Regions from separate parts of the Mus musculus genome. Here all the other regions are linked to region 1. The links are chromatin contacts, called in public Hi-C and HiCAR-type maps. All regions are on one chromosome and are shown on one strand. Each heading gives the region's core, a stretch centred on a gene start, on an enhancer-like site or on the middle of the called end of the contact. The rest is flanking DNA. Distances are from core to core; before and after follow the strand shown.

The links. Hi-C and Micro-C count contacts between places; a contact is called where the count stands out from the background. HiCAR-type assays count read pairs that join an accessible place to other places.
Region 2: a Hi-C map of cerebral cortex shows a contact between it and region 1, with 1.9 times the contacts expected there. The contact joins two enhancer-like sites. A contact is called at or near these places in 1 of 15 datasets of contacts at CTCF or cohesin (the NIH/3T3 cell line), 4 of 484 Hi-C or Micro-C datasets (the HL-1 cell line, cerebral cortex, embryonic stem cells and 1 more), 4 of 115 datasets of contacts at active chromatin or transcription factors (double positive thymocytes, forebrain, heart atrium and 1 more) and 1 of 9 other capture datasets (embryonic stem cells).
Region 3: a HiCAR-type map of astrocytes shows a contact between it and region 1, with 2.1 times the contacts expected there. The contact joins two enhancer-like sites. A contact is called at or near these places in 3 of 484 Hi-C or Micro-C datasets (astrocytes and neural progenitor cells) and 2 of 115 datasets of contacts at active chromatin or transcription factors (both in astrocytes).

The regions. Positions count from the first base shown.
Region 1 is chr9:41,463,273-41,467,223 of GRCm38.p6, forward strand. The region is part of intron 3 of Mir100hg (Mir100 Mirlet7a-2 Mir125b-1 cluster host gene); the gene reads left to right. Among named protein-coding and RNA genes, the nearest start is that of Mir100, 66 kb to the right of the region's middle. Within about 2 kb of position 1,324, at least 76 of the 459 cell types and tissues checked have an H3K27ac peak or open chromatin away from gene starts, as enhancers often do. A contact at or near this core is called in astrocytes, cerebral cortex and forebrain, where this site is marked.
Region 2 is chr9:41,270,955-41,274,891 of GRCm38.p6, forward strand. No RefSeq gene overlaps it. Among named protein-coding and RNA genes, the nearest start is that of Gm25401, 67 kb to the right of the region's middle. Within about 2 kb of position 2,342, at least 110 of the 459 cell types and tissues checked have an H3K27ac peak or open chromatin away from gene starts, as enhancers often do. A contact at or near this core is called in cerebral cortex and forebrain, where this site is marked.
Region 3 is chr9:41,696,899-41,700,959 of GRCm38.p6, forward strand. All of the region lies in intron 2 of Gm35835 (a long non-coding RNA gene), which reads right to left. Among named protein-coding and RNA genes, the nearest start is that of Gm35835, 39 kb to the right of the region's middle. Within about 2 kb of position 1,328, at least 53 of the 459 cell types and tissues checked have an H3K27ac peak or open chromatin away from gene starts, as enhancers often do. A contact at or near this core is called in astrocytes, where this site is marked.

The DNA of each region.
Region 1 (3,951 bases), core at 74-2,573:
TGCAGTGATTGGTTGACCTACAACTGCCTTGATTTGAGAAGTCCTTTCAGCTCTTTTCTAGAATGGGATGCTGACTTATAGATCATGTCATCCAACCTTGATGACTTCAAGAGTCTCTGTTTTCTGCTTCTTGGTTTGCTTGTGTCCTTCACACAACAGCCTTCTGTGTATTAGGAGAGAGAGAGCAAAGCAGGTAATCCTGTTTGTCTGCATCCAAGGAATGTGGTCCTTGAAGCATCTTTGAAGCTGGACACCTAGACCAGGAACTCTCCTTGCAAGTCAACATGACATGGAGAGGAAGGAGGGACCCACAACCAGGCTGCTGCTCAGATGAAGCACATGGTAGCTACTCTGAGTTCCAACAGGTCATTTGGCAGGTAGGAAATTAGAGGCTAAAGGACAGGGAGCCACCTGTAAATCTTGGGGAATAACTCACTTCCATGTTCTAGCCTGTATCTGCTCAGACTAGGAACCTCTGAGGGGTATATCCTCCCTCCCCAAAGAGGCACCTTTAAGACTGGGCAGGATGGTGGTGGTGATGGATCAGCCAGTAAAATGCTTTCCTTGCCAGCTTAAGGGTCTGAGTTCGATTCCCAGGATCCACGTAAAAATGTTGGGTGTGGTGGTAGAGGCTCACAACCTCAACTCGAGGGAGGCAGAAGCAGGACGATCTCCAAAGTTCACTGGCCAGCTTAGCCTAAGGAGAAATCCTGTCTTAAAGGGAGTGGCTTAAATTCCCAAGGATGACTTTGGTCTATGTACACAGCACATCTGCATCCTCATGTGCACATGCACCAATACATATACATATGAAAACACACACACACACACACACACACACACACACACACACACACACACACACACACACACACACACACACAATTTTAAAGAGGCACTTGGCAATAGCAAGCCAGTTAGTAATGGCCTGTTTCGATTGAATACCCTGCCAAATGGATTGGCATTAGAGAGGTGGTGCTTCCAGCCTCCTCGGGGGACGTTATTCAATCTATTCTATGGCAGCTGGTGTCCTTGTTGCCCTGGACCGTGGTCAGAAAAAGAAATAGAGGGAGAAACAAAGATTGTGGAGTGGCTGCAGACCCAAGCCCTCCAGGCCCACTTGCCCAGGGCGGGGCCCAGAGGGTTAGTGCCAGGCTCTGTGTGGCTTCTCCACCCCTTCCCAGGCCCCTCAGAGCATCTGCTGGCTTTCAGAGTTGCAGTCACCCTGAATGGGTCTTTGTGTGTGCCCCAGGAGCTGGCTCAGAGGAGCCCTGTTGAAATGCTTTAGCGATGTCTCCTCAGGACCAGGCGTAACCCGGCATGGTGCCCATCTTGTGAGGGCAGGCCTTTCTGGTGCTGTTCCTTGCTTTCACTCTGAGAGCAAGCCTGACCTGGAGACATATTCTGTACTCCTGAAAATGGATATCATAGGCAGGCTGTGGGGGTGACTGATATTTCTCTCTCTCTCTCTCTCTCTCTCTCTCTCTCTCTCTCTCTCTCTCTCTCTGTCTCTCTCTCTCTCTCCTCCCTCCCTCTCTTCCTTCTTCCCTCCCTCTATCTGTCCTTCTCTCCTTCTCCCCCTTCCCCTCTGTCTCTGCCTCCTTTCCTCTCTCCCTTCCTCCCTCTCTCCCTACCCTGTCTCACTCTGTCTATCTATGTCTGTCTACCCTTCTCCCTCCCTCTCTGTCTGTCTGTCTGTGTCTCTGTGTCTGTCTCTCTGTTCTCCTCTCCTCTCCTCTCCTCTCCTCTCCTCTCCTCTCCTCTCCTCTCCTCTCCTCTCCTCTCCTCTCCTCTCCTCCTCTCCTCTCCTCTCCTCTCCTCTCCTCTCTCTGCTTTCTGCCATCCATACATGGCCATGGTAATATTCACAAGAGGGGCAGAGCCATCTTTGGCTGTTTCAGTGCTGTCCAGGTCCTGTGTTGATAGTTCAGTACTATTCCTTTCACCTTTCTCAGTCATTCTCTGAGATGCACCAATTTTACAGCTTCCACTCTATGGGTGGAGAAGCCAAAGTTTAGACGTGGGTAATCAGAGTACCAGGGAATTCTGAGCGGAAACTTAAAGACAGAATTGGTTGGATATGTGAGTCTCCCGCTTTTTACAGGGTTTGAGGCATCTCTTGCCAGACACACTCTGAGAGATCCCTCTACTCCTGGGTGCTGGGAGCAGCAGAGGCTAAGTGTGAGAACACGTAGACAGGCTTGTGCTCACTTGGGTCCCTTTGTGCTTGCATGGCCATCCCTTGTGCTTTGGGTCATAGTGAGACTCACTGTACATGATAGAAGGAACTACAGACATAGAAGAAAACTCTTGTGGACAACTGCATCATCAGACTTTGACTTAAGAATCTTATTGCTACTAAGTCCAACAAACCAGGGAGCTCAAAAACACAAATGGTACCAAAGACCACAGCTCAGGGCTCTTTCCTCATTGCTGATGATGGTGGTCACTGCCCTGTCACTGCCCACACAGTTTAATGTCCTCTCTTGTAATGTAGTTAGTGAGGGGTCCTTCCAGACACCTGGACCTGAGATTTCCCTGGTCAGACAGGAATCTTCCTTTTGCTTCCTTTTTTCTTAGTAGATTAAAGGAGTGGTTGATGGTGATGTCATCTTCCCCCTGCCTATCTTCTCTTGTATGTGACAGGCCCAGTGCTGGAGAGGTATAAAGCTCTAAGCACAACCTTTTTTTTTTCCATTTTTTATTAGGTATTTAGCTCATTTACATTTCCAATGCTATACCAAAAGTCCCCCATACCCACCCACCCCCTCTCCCCTACCCACCCACTCCCCCTTTTTGGCCCTGGCGTTCCCCTGTACTGGGGCATATAAAGTTTGCGTGTCCAATGGGCCTCTCTTTCCAGTGATGGCCGACTAGGCCATCTTTTGATACATATGCAGCTAGAGTCAAGAGCTCCGGGGTACTGGTTAGTTCATAATGTTTTTCCGCCTATAGAGTTGCAGATCCCTTTAGCTCCTTGGGTAATTTCTCTAGCTCCTCCATTGGGAGCCCTGAAGCACAACCTTTTAAAGGACAAAATCACTGATCATAGCTGAGCCAAATAGGCAGCTGTGAAGGCCTGTGTCTCACAGGAAACCAAAACAGCATCAGAAATTCGAGCAAAAGCGGACATTCTTAGTTAGCTGTGCGCTTTGGTAAGGTGCTGTTGGCCATCTTGAATTTCTTTCCTTTCTTCTCCACTCCCTACTATTTTCTTCTCTTCTGTGGCCCCTTCTTTTCTTTCTTTGAGACAGAGTCCTTTTACATTGCTGATGCTGGTCTTGACATCCTGGGCTCAGGATCTTTCTTCTATAGTAGCTTGGACAATGGGTACATGCCACCATGCTTGGCTTTTGTCTTTTCTTTATATAAAAATTGAGTTTCTCATCTCTTTGACTATTGGCCATAGAGCCATCTTTCTGGAAAAGGAGGAATGTCCTTGACTGTGAAAAGGATATTCAGCTTTTAAAAGTTAGCATGGAGTTGGTGGTATTTTGTATGCTAAGCAACTGTTCTACCACAGACCTACATTTTCAGTCAGGGGAGGCCTTTAACATCAATCTTTAATATACAACAAAAAAGAAACTCAGGAGAATTGAATCTCCAGTTGCACCTGGTTTAATGTGCTCTGCCTTTCAATGCATACAATGCCAGAAATAGCAGTACTGGCCTGATGGATTTAAGGATCATTTAATGTATCATCCTACAATGAGCTTTCTGTTGCTCCATAGTTCTCTCTGGTGTCTAGAGGTCTTTACCTAAGTATACTTTTCTATTATAGCACCACTGTTGCTTCCAATAAAATTGCAATGTGGCTGTCATGGCATACGATAAATAATCACATTTCTGTGTAACTGGAACATAAGCACATCGGAGAGCTACCAATCGGAATCAAGAAAGTTGCAGTGACTACTCTGTATATGACCAAGGTTCTGAGGGTGGAGGATGTTG
Region 2 (3,937 bases), core at 1,092-3,591, 190 kb before region 1:
ATGTGCCGGGAGAGTATCTTTGTCAAGGCTGTGGTAGTGATGAGGCCCATGCTTCGTCTTCAGATTTGCTGCAGGGCCTTCCTGCATGGAGCTTCTGACTGGTAGGAAATCAACAGTTGCCCGAGAGATCTTTCTAGTTACATGTGAGTGCATGTAGCTGCTGACTTTGTGTGATAAGTACCAGCCAATCTTCAAACACTTGTGGGTAACACTCATTGTCCAGCCAACTTTAGCTAAAGCCAAGAATCTTGTCCCCATATCCACAGCTGGTTGTTTACTATTTCTGCCATTCTACACAGTAATCACTTTCCTATAGACGTAACCTGTTCTTTTCAAACATCTAGAAAACTGAGGTTTCTGTGCTCAACAGCTACAACAGAGACACAAATGATTTCGTTTCTCAGAAACACGTGACACCAACAACAGGTGAGGTGGTGCAGCTTCAGCCAATGTGCTTTTCCTGCAGTGGGAGAGTAAGCATAGAGGGAGATGACTGAGAGATATGTGGAGCCCGGATGCTAGAAGATACTTCCCATGGAGAGGCTTCAGGATGGGCTGAGTCCAGGCAAAAAGGTCATGCTATCTCTTTGTTTTTACTATGACAGACCCAGTCACTCACCAGCCTACCTTTAACTGGTGGTTTCTAAAAAGCTCCTCCAGGTAACATCTTTGGGTATGGTTTGAATAGGGAATGGTAGATGGAACTTGGCTAGTGTGTTTGGTCACAAACTTGAGACACCCAAGAAGAGGAAACCTCACTTGAGGAATTGCCTCCACCAAATTGGCTGGTTATGTGTCTGTGGGAATATATATATTTTTGATTGTTAATTGATGGAAGGTAGTGGTGGCGGGGCTAGTTCTCTGTGGGCCATGCTACCCTTGGGCAGGTGGTCCTGGGTATAAGATAGGGAGCTGGAGGTGATCTTGGAAGCAAGCCAGTTTAAGCAGCATTCATTATGGGTTCTGCTTCTGGTTCCCTCATGATGGATTGTATAGTTTATGATAAAGTGAACCACCTTTCTCCCCAAGTTGCATTTGGTCAGTATTTTATTACAGCAACAGAAAGCAAACCAGGACAGCTAGTAAGACAGGGAGGAATAGAGGCCATTGGTGGGAGGTAGGGTGGATGGGGACTTTCCATGTAAGATACTTTGGAATGTGGGAGCAAATAATTTATTACCCAAACCTCTAGCTCCCTGGACACATTGCTGTTGGCATGTGTCTTATTTAAAATAAAAACAGAAGAAGAAGAAGAAGAAGAAGAAGAAGAAGAAGAAGAAGAAGAAGAAGAAGAAGAAGAAGAAGAAGGAGGAGGAGGAGGAGGAGGAGGAGGAGGAGGAGGAGGAAGAGGAAGAGGAAGAGGAAGAGGAAGAGGAAGAGGAAGAGGAGGAAGGAAGAAGAGTAAGAAGAGTAGTTCTTGTTTCTTAGAAAAAACTGTGAAGCCAATCCAGGGCATTCAAATACTGCAGTGGGAATGGAAAGGAAGGAAAAAAATGTATTTGGTGAGAATTCAGAGGCTGCTAATTGTCTTTATTGAAATAATACTGAATTAACAACTCAGAAAAGTTAGAAGACATCTTCTTTAGGAGGAGGAGGAAGAGAAAGGGGGAGGAGGAGGAAGGGGGAGGAGGAGAAAGTCCTTGTAAACAGCATAGAAAAATACTATTTGCAAATTTTGCTTTCCTCATCTCAAAACAAAGCAACCGGTGCGTGCTGTGGAGACTCTTAAACACGCTGTCCGCTTTCCTCTTGTGGTTCTAAAATCCTGAAAGTGCCACGCAGTCAGTCTACTCCAGGTCCCAGTCTGCCCTCTCCCCACAACGGGCCCCCACCCCCACTTCCTTTCCACAACAAACACTTTTGCAACCCTTTCTCTGATGAATGGCCAGAAAAGAGATACTGGATGAGAACAATTAGAAACTTTAATGACCCTTCAGGCAGCACACAATTATAAACCACATTCTTATTTTTATAAGGAATTAGCTACAGATTGGGCAGCTAGCTGCCCCTGTCATGCCTTGAAATATTTCTTCTCTTCCTGGCAGAGTTGAGCATGCTGGCACCTCTCTCTCTCTCTCTCTCTCTCTCTCTCTCTCTCTCTCTCTCTCTCTCTCTCTCTCTCTCTCTCTCTCTCCCTCTCCCTTACTCATATATATATATATATATACATATACATATATACACGCGGACTTGCCAATTCCAGCACCTTCAAATGTATTATCCCGTCCTTTCGTCTCCAAGATGACCTGAAATGACCTTTTGCTTGGCAGGAGACGTGACTCAACTGATAATAAAAGAGTTTTGAAGGGGGCGGGGAATGATGGCTAAGGAGGGAGGGGGGGGGTGGCTGTCTGGTCCTGGTTGCTGAGCTGCAAGGCAGTCAGGGAGGGACATGGAAGAGCAGGAAGGGGCCAGATCTCTAATACTGCCATATTTTTTGGCTACGGTATTTTCTGTTATTAATTTACTACATATCACCTATTGCACGAAGGGAGAAGAAAGATTTTTACCCCGCTAAGGCACACCAGTCTCTTTGTTTAACCCGGACCCGAGGCTGCTCAGCCATGACCACTGGGAGGGAGGGAGGGAGGGATGGGGGCGGGGCCGATGTCTGGGCATCCCCCTGCATCGAGGCCCCAGCTCTCCCCCTGGACGTGGGGTCCCAGCCCTGCAGCTTTCCTTCTGTAAGGCTTTGCAGCTGCGAGCACCTTCGCAGAGTAATATGGCTAGCTAACATTGCCCGGTGCGATTCTATTTCACACCAGCAGCCTTAGAGGGGCGTGGGCTTTTCCCAGAATCTTGATTTCTTTGTTGTTTAGGAAAGGCTCAAATTTTCACAAATCCCAGAGAACTCCAAGTAGGCGTCTCAGATAGATTTTAACGACTGGATCCCCCTCGCCTCCACCGACCCCACCCTGCACCGACTTAAGAAGGGAAGGAGACAAAAAAGAACTATTATCTAGGAACTCTGCGAGGTGGCAGGAGCTGCTACAGCCGCATCGCTGGACCTCCCCTAGACTGATGCTCTCTTTTGTAAAGTGCTGTTTTCCCAGCGACTCCCTCTTACAAAGGACATCTTGAGGCACACTGTATAAATTTGGGGTGTGTACACTTTGGCGAATCATCTGCACACCGACAGGGACAAAGGGGAGGGTTTCGGTAGGTGGTTTGCCGGGTGCTTTCAGTCAACTTAAGTAGGCGAGTTGTCCCTGGAGTAAAAATTGGATTTTAGCCACCTGAGCCGAACTTAGTGAGCTGCTTGTGTGTGCAAATGCTTGTGAAGTCCTCACACCAGGCATGGAGTACTCTGGTCCTTTCAGATCATGGAAGCACCTGCTGGAAAGTTGGCAGGGCTGATTCCTCAAGTTCCTTGTCCACAGGAGAGAGATGCTCTTGGCTGAGAGACAGGTACTCTGGGAAGTGCTGCACAGGTTTCTTCCCAATGTAAGAGAATTCACATCTCCTGGCTTTCGTCATTCATTCATTCATTCATTCATTCATTCATTCATTCATTCATTCATTCATTCATCTGCTCAATCAATCATTCATTTATCACAGATACCTTTGTGTTTCAGTGTTAGTCGCCACCAGTGAAAAAGTGCAATCAAAAAATACATTCAGGTTTGCCCTAAAGGAGTTTGTAATGAATATGTGAAACACAAACAAACCGACTTTTAAAGACAAACAAAGGAATGATGCTGTGGTTTTGTAGAAGGAGCACTGCTACCCACGTGACTTCCATTCAGTATCGCCCCTCCCACTCCAGCCCCAAGGATTTCTCTGTGGAGCCCAGTCCTGGAACTCACTCTGTAGTTGGTCTGGAATTTTGAGATCTTCCTGCCTCTGCCTCCAGAGTGCTGGGATTAAAGGTGTGCCCCACTGCCACCCATATTCAGTAATTTTTAATGCTTACATCTCTGTTCCATCCACCAACCAA
Region 3 (4,061 bases), core at 78-2,577, 230 kb after region 1:
TTTTTTGTGATAGATGAGGCTGGGAACTTTGTTAGTAATGAGGCTGGGGCTACCACCCAACTCTATTCAGGGCAAAGTCTGTTACTGAAAGGAACAAATATTAGGGTAATTATTAGGAACCCCTACTCTTTCATATTTATGTAATAGCCTCCATTTTTTGCTAGCACTGTATTACAGTAGCCTCACTTATGTTGGTTGTGAAGTCTTTTGAAACAAGAAGCTCAGGACAGAACACATTAAAACCCACCCAACAAACTCCATCACTGTTAACTCCTGAGGAAACTGCTTTCTGTTGGGAAAGACCTTGCACACAGAGCATTTTCTGCTCTGCTGTTTTTCTTTCTTTTCTCCTTCCCTGATCTCCTGCCACCTTCCTAATATATTCAGGTCACACCAAGACCCTGAACAATGACTGCTTACAAAAAGCAGTTGGAAGCCTTGACTAGGAAGATAAGACAAGGCAGGAGACATGGAGTGAGAGCAGGGTAGGAGTAAGGCCAACTCAGGGGTCCTAGGAGCTGGATGTTAAAAGAAACCCAGAGATCCAGAAACAAGACAACAACAACAACAGAGTTTATGGGAACTCCATGTTAGGGAGGAAGTCAAGAATGTAGCCTGGTAGCTACAGTATCAACTCCAGGGCCCTGTGAGTGAGTGCTTGGGTCAGTTGGTTCTGAATTTCAGAGAAAATCTAGACTGCTATGTATGGATGCAGGGCCACCATTTGGTACAATTCTTAGGAGCATCTGTGTGTGTGTGTGTGTGTGTGTGTGTGTGTGTGTACATACTATTATGAAGTCTAGGTTCGTAATATTAGTAAGTTGATTTGAGCCTTTAAAATGTTAAAGATAAAAGACAGAGAGATTTCTGCTAGGAACTCTTGCTGGCTGCGGAACATGCTAAGTGAACAGTGTCGAAACATACACTAAGCTTTGTCCTCCTGGAGCGATGTCGTATTAGTGGCCATCAAAGCAGCGAGCTGACAGGCCTAACTTTCCCGTGGAGATGTTGTGAAAGGGGCGATTTGGGAAATGAGTGGGCTCGCTGGCCCCCATCAGTGTTCAATGTGCTACCCGGGAGCCAAAGCACCAGCCGTCGTAATTGCTGCATTTGTTTAGGGAGGTGCGTTCCCAGGCAGCGGAGCCTCATTTCAGCGCACATGCCTCTAATTTGATGTTTTTAAATTCAGCTCCAAGACTGTCGTCAGGCGCTTGTCCCCCTCTTTCCTTTAACACTGACCACCTTGTTCCCCTTTCTCCCATGAACAGAGGCAAGCAGTGTGTATTGAAAGCCAACAGCCTTTGTGTGGCTTGAGAAATCTGAGGCTGACATCTCCAGGCCCTTTTTGTCTCTCTCGCCTCTCTCGGGCCTGTGACCTGCCAACCGGGTTTGGCTCTCCCAGGCTTTCGTCATGTTGCATATCGATTGCTTTCCTTTCCTTTATTTGTAAGATGCTAAACGACAGACCCTGCTGCACAGTGACAGTGGCTTTGGGCTGTGAGTAGGTCAGCCAACATCCCTAGGTGCTCAGGTTCAGTGACACTTCGCTGGCTTAGCTGCTGTGACATCAGCAGCTCCTAAAGGACCCGATTGATTTCTTCCAGATTGCTGTTCTAAACTCTCAGATTCTTCTGGGATTTCACTCTGCCTTTTTGAATGTGTTCTCTCTCTCTCTCTCTCTCTCTCTCTCTCTCTCTCTCTCTCTCTCTCTCTCTCTCTCTCTCTCTCTGTCTTTCTCTCTGCTTCTTTCCTTTCTTAGACCTTGTGATCCTTAGGTACTGGGCTTACTAATTACCCCCAATGCTGGCACCTGACAGCAGGTGGTCACCATTCTGTTAATTATGTCCCGGGGCTTAGAGAGGCTCTTCTAATGACATCTAATCATCTACCTTCGACTATTGGGCTGAGAGCAGGTTGCAGGCACACTCTCTTTCCCTGAGCTCTTTGAATTTATTCTTACGGTCTAGCACCATGCCTGAGAGGTAGATGATAGACTTGCCGAGCACCAGGTTCCTTCTCTTGTGGCTGGGGAGTAATCATGGCCTAAATGCAGGGAACTGGATCGACACAGAGTTGATTTACTAGTCAAACAAGCCAGCTTCAGAAAGTGTAAGCCAGAGATCGGCAAAAGATTAAGACTCTAGTCCCCCTCAATCCACAGGGTCATTTAGCACAGATCTGCCACTTTCCACAGTCCAATGTAGAAAGTAGAAGGAGATGTGTTTAATTCTTCCACAGGGGAGTAAAGAAGACTGCTGTATAACGTGTGCAAGGCCTGGGCTGCCAGAAAAGTCAGTGTAAATCCTTGTAGTGCTCTTCCCATGAACGAATGGGCCTCTGCCTTTCATCCAGAAAACAGGGAAAATATCCCTTTTGAGCTTGTTTGAAGTGCAGCCAAGAGAATTAATTGTGCATTATTTCCAGAAGGTTTGGTATGCCATGGAGGCAGGTACTGTGTGCATATATGTGTACAGACAAAGGTAGATAGCTATAGCGATAAGCCTTCACTGACTGCTTCAAGACACGGACACTGAAAGAAATGAATTATGGGTAAGGGGAACTGTCAGGTAGGGAGTATTGGTCAATTTTCAGGAACTTTAAAGCAACTGTGATGGATGTGGAAAGAGAGATCGATGGAGAACTATCAATAGGGATTTCACTGTGAAGATGTCATTGCCACCGGCTCACTAGTCCCTCCAATGACCGCAATCTGAGCAAATTAAAAGGGGGAGCATTATTTCTCATGTAACAGTGGAAATAATAAATCAATCACATACTCTCACAACTGAGGAGATCAGTCTCGGAGGTCAGGGACAGATAATATTGTTCTGGGTGAATGTCAGAGGTGTCTTACCTGATCAACAATCATGATCATAGCTTTGGTGTGCCATTGCAGATGAGCCTAACAACACTCTTTACGATAGACAACCAGACCAAGTTCCCTTTCCATATGAGAGGTGATACTCAGAGTCAGACTGTATACAATGGCCTAGAAGCGTGCAGGTGTAATCCTGGCTTATTGTTCCGAGGGTAGATTGTGTCTGCCTGTCCTCATCCTTCAGGAAACCCTCTTTTTGTTGGTGCCCCACCCCCCCATGGCTTGATGCTTGCATGTCTGTTCTCCTCGGTAAAACTTTAGCCCTGAGTCAGCATATACTCCAGGGCTTTCTTGAGTGATATATGATGTGGCCCTGGCAGGTCTCCAGGCCTCTCCAACTGATGCCACCTAGAGCTTCTTGTCATTGCCCCCATCAAAAGGAAGCTCACAGACAGGGGGTGAGAAGAAAGAAGTAATCTGGGAGCTGCCTAAACAAATGTATACTGAAATTCCAGGCAGCTGTGCAGCCCACCCCAATTTAGGATAATTCAAACTTTCTTGCTGAGTTCACTGGTTATTTGTTGACCATCCAGCCTGGTGTCGTTGCAACAACGCTCCAGGGAGACTTTTAATTTGTATTTGATTTTTGCTAGATCTTCTTTTTTGTCTTTTTCTCCCCTGATTATTGCATTCTTTGCTCTCTCTCTCTCTCTCTCTCTCTCTCTCTCTCTCTCTCTCTCTCTCTCCCTCCCTCCCTCCCTCCCTCCCTCTCCCTTCCTCCCTGCCTCTCTCTCAAGTTGTTTGCAACCTTCTCAACCAATTAACTCTCATATTCTACTTCTAGTATACCTAGGAGCTTGGCTCTCATCAGAGTCAGGGTTGGTTGTTGAAGATGCTAGTAAAGATGCAGGTGCAGCCCAATTTGTGACCAATCCATCTCTTTGTTTTGGCTTTAGACCTAGGGGAAAACAAACAGTTCCTTGGGTCCTCTCTCTGTCACTGCCCATGTGATTTTTCCCCCCCTGGCTACTTGGGGGCTGAGCAGGGTAGCCGCAGTAAGCATTCATTTCTCTTCCTCTGTATGTGTGAATGCATTACGTCATTCCAATGAGATCTAGGCTTCAACGACAGACTCTCCCTGCTGGCTTGGCTGTGTTCTCGGCTCTGCAGACAACAAAAGATGACAGGTTGTAAGTTCCCACGTCAGAAGAGAGCAACTGGCTTCTGTTGGCAACCTTACTTG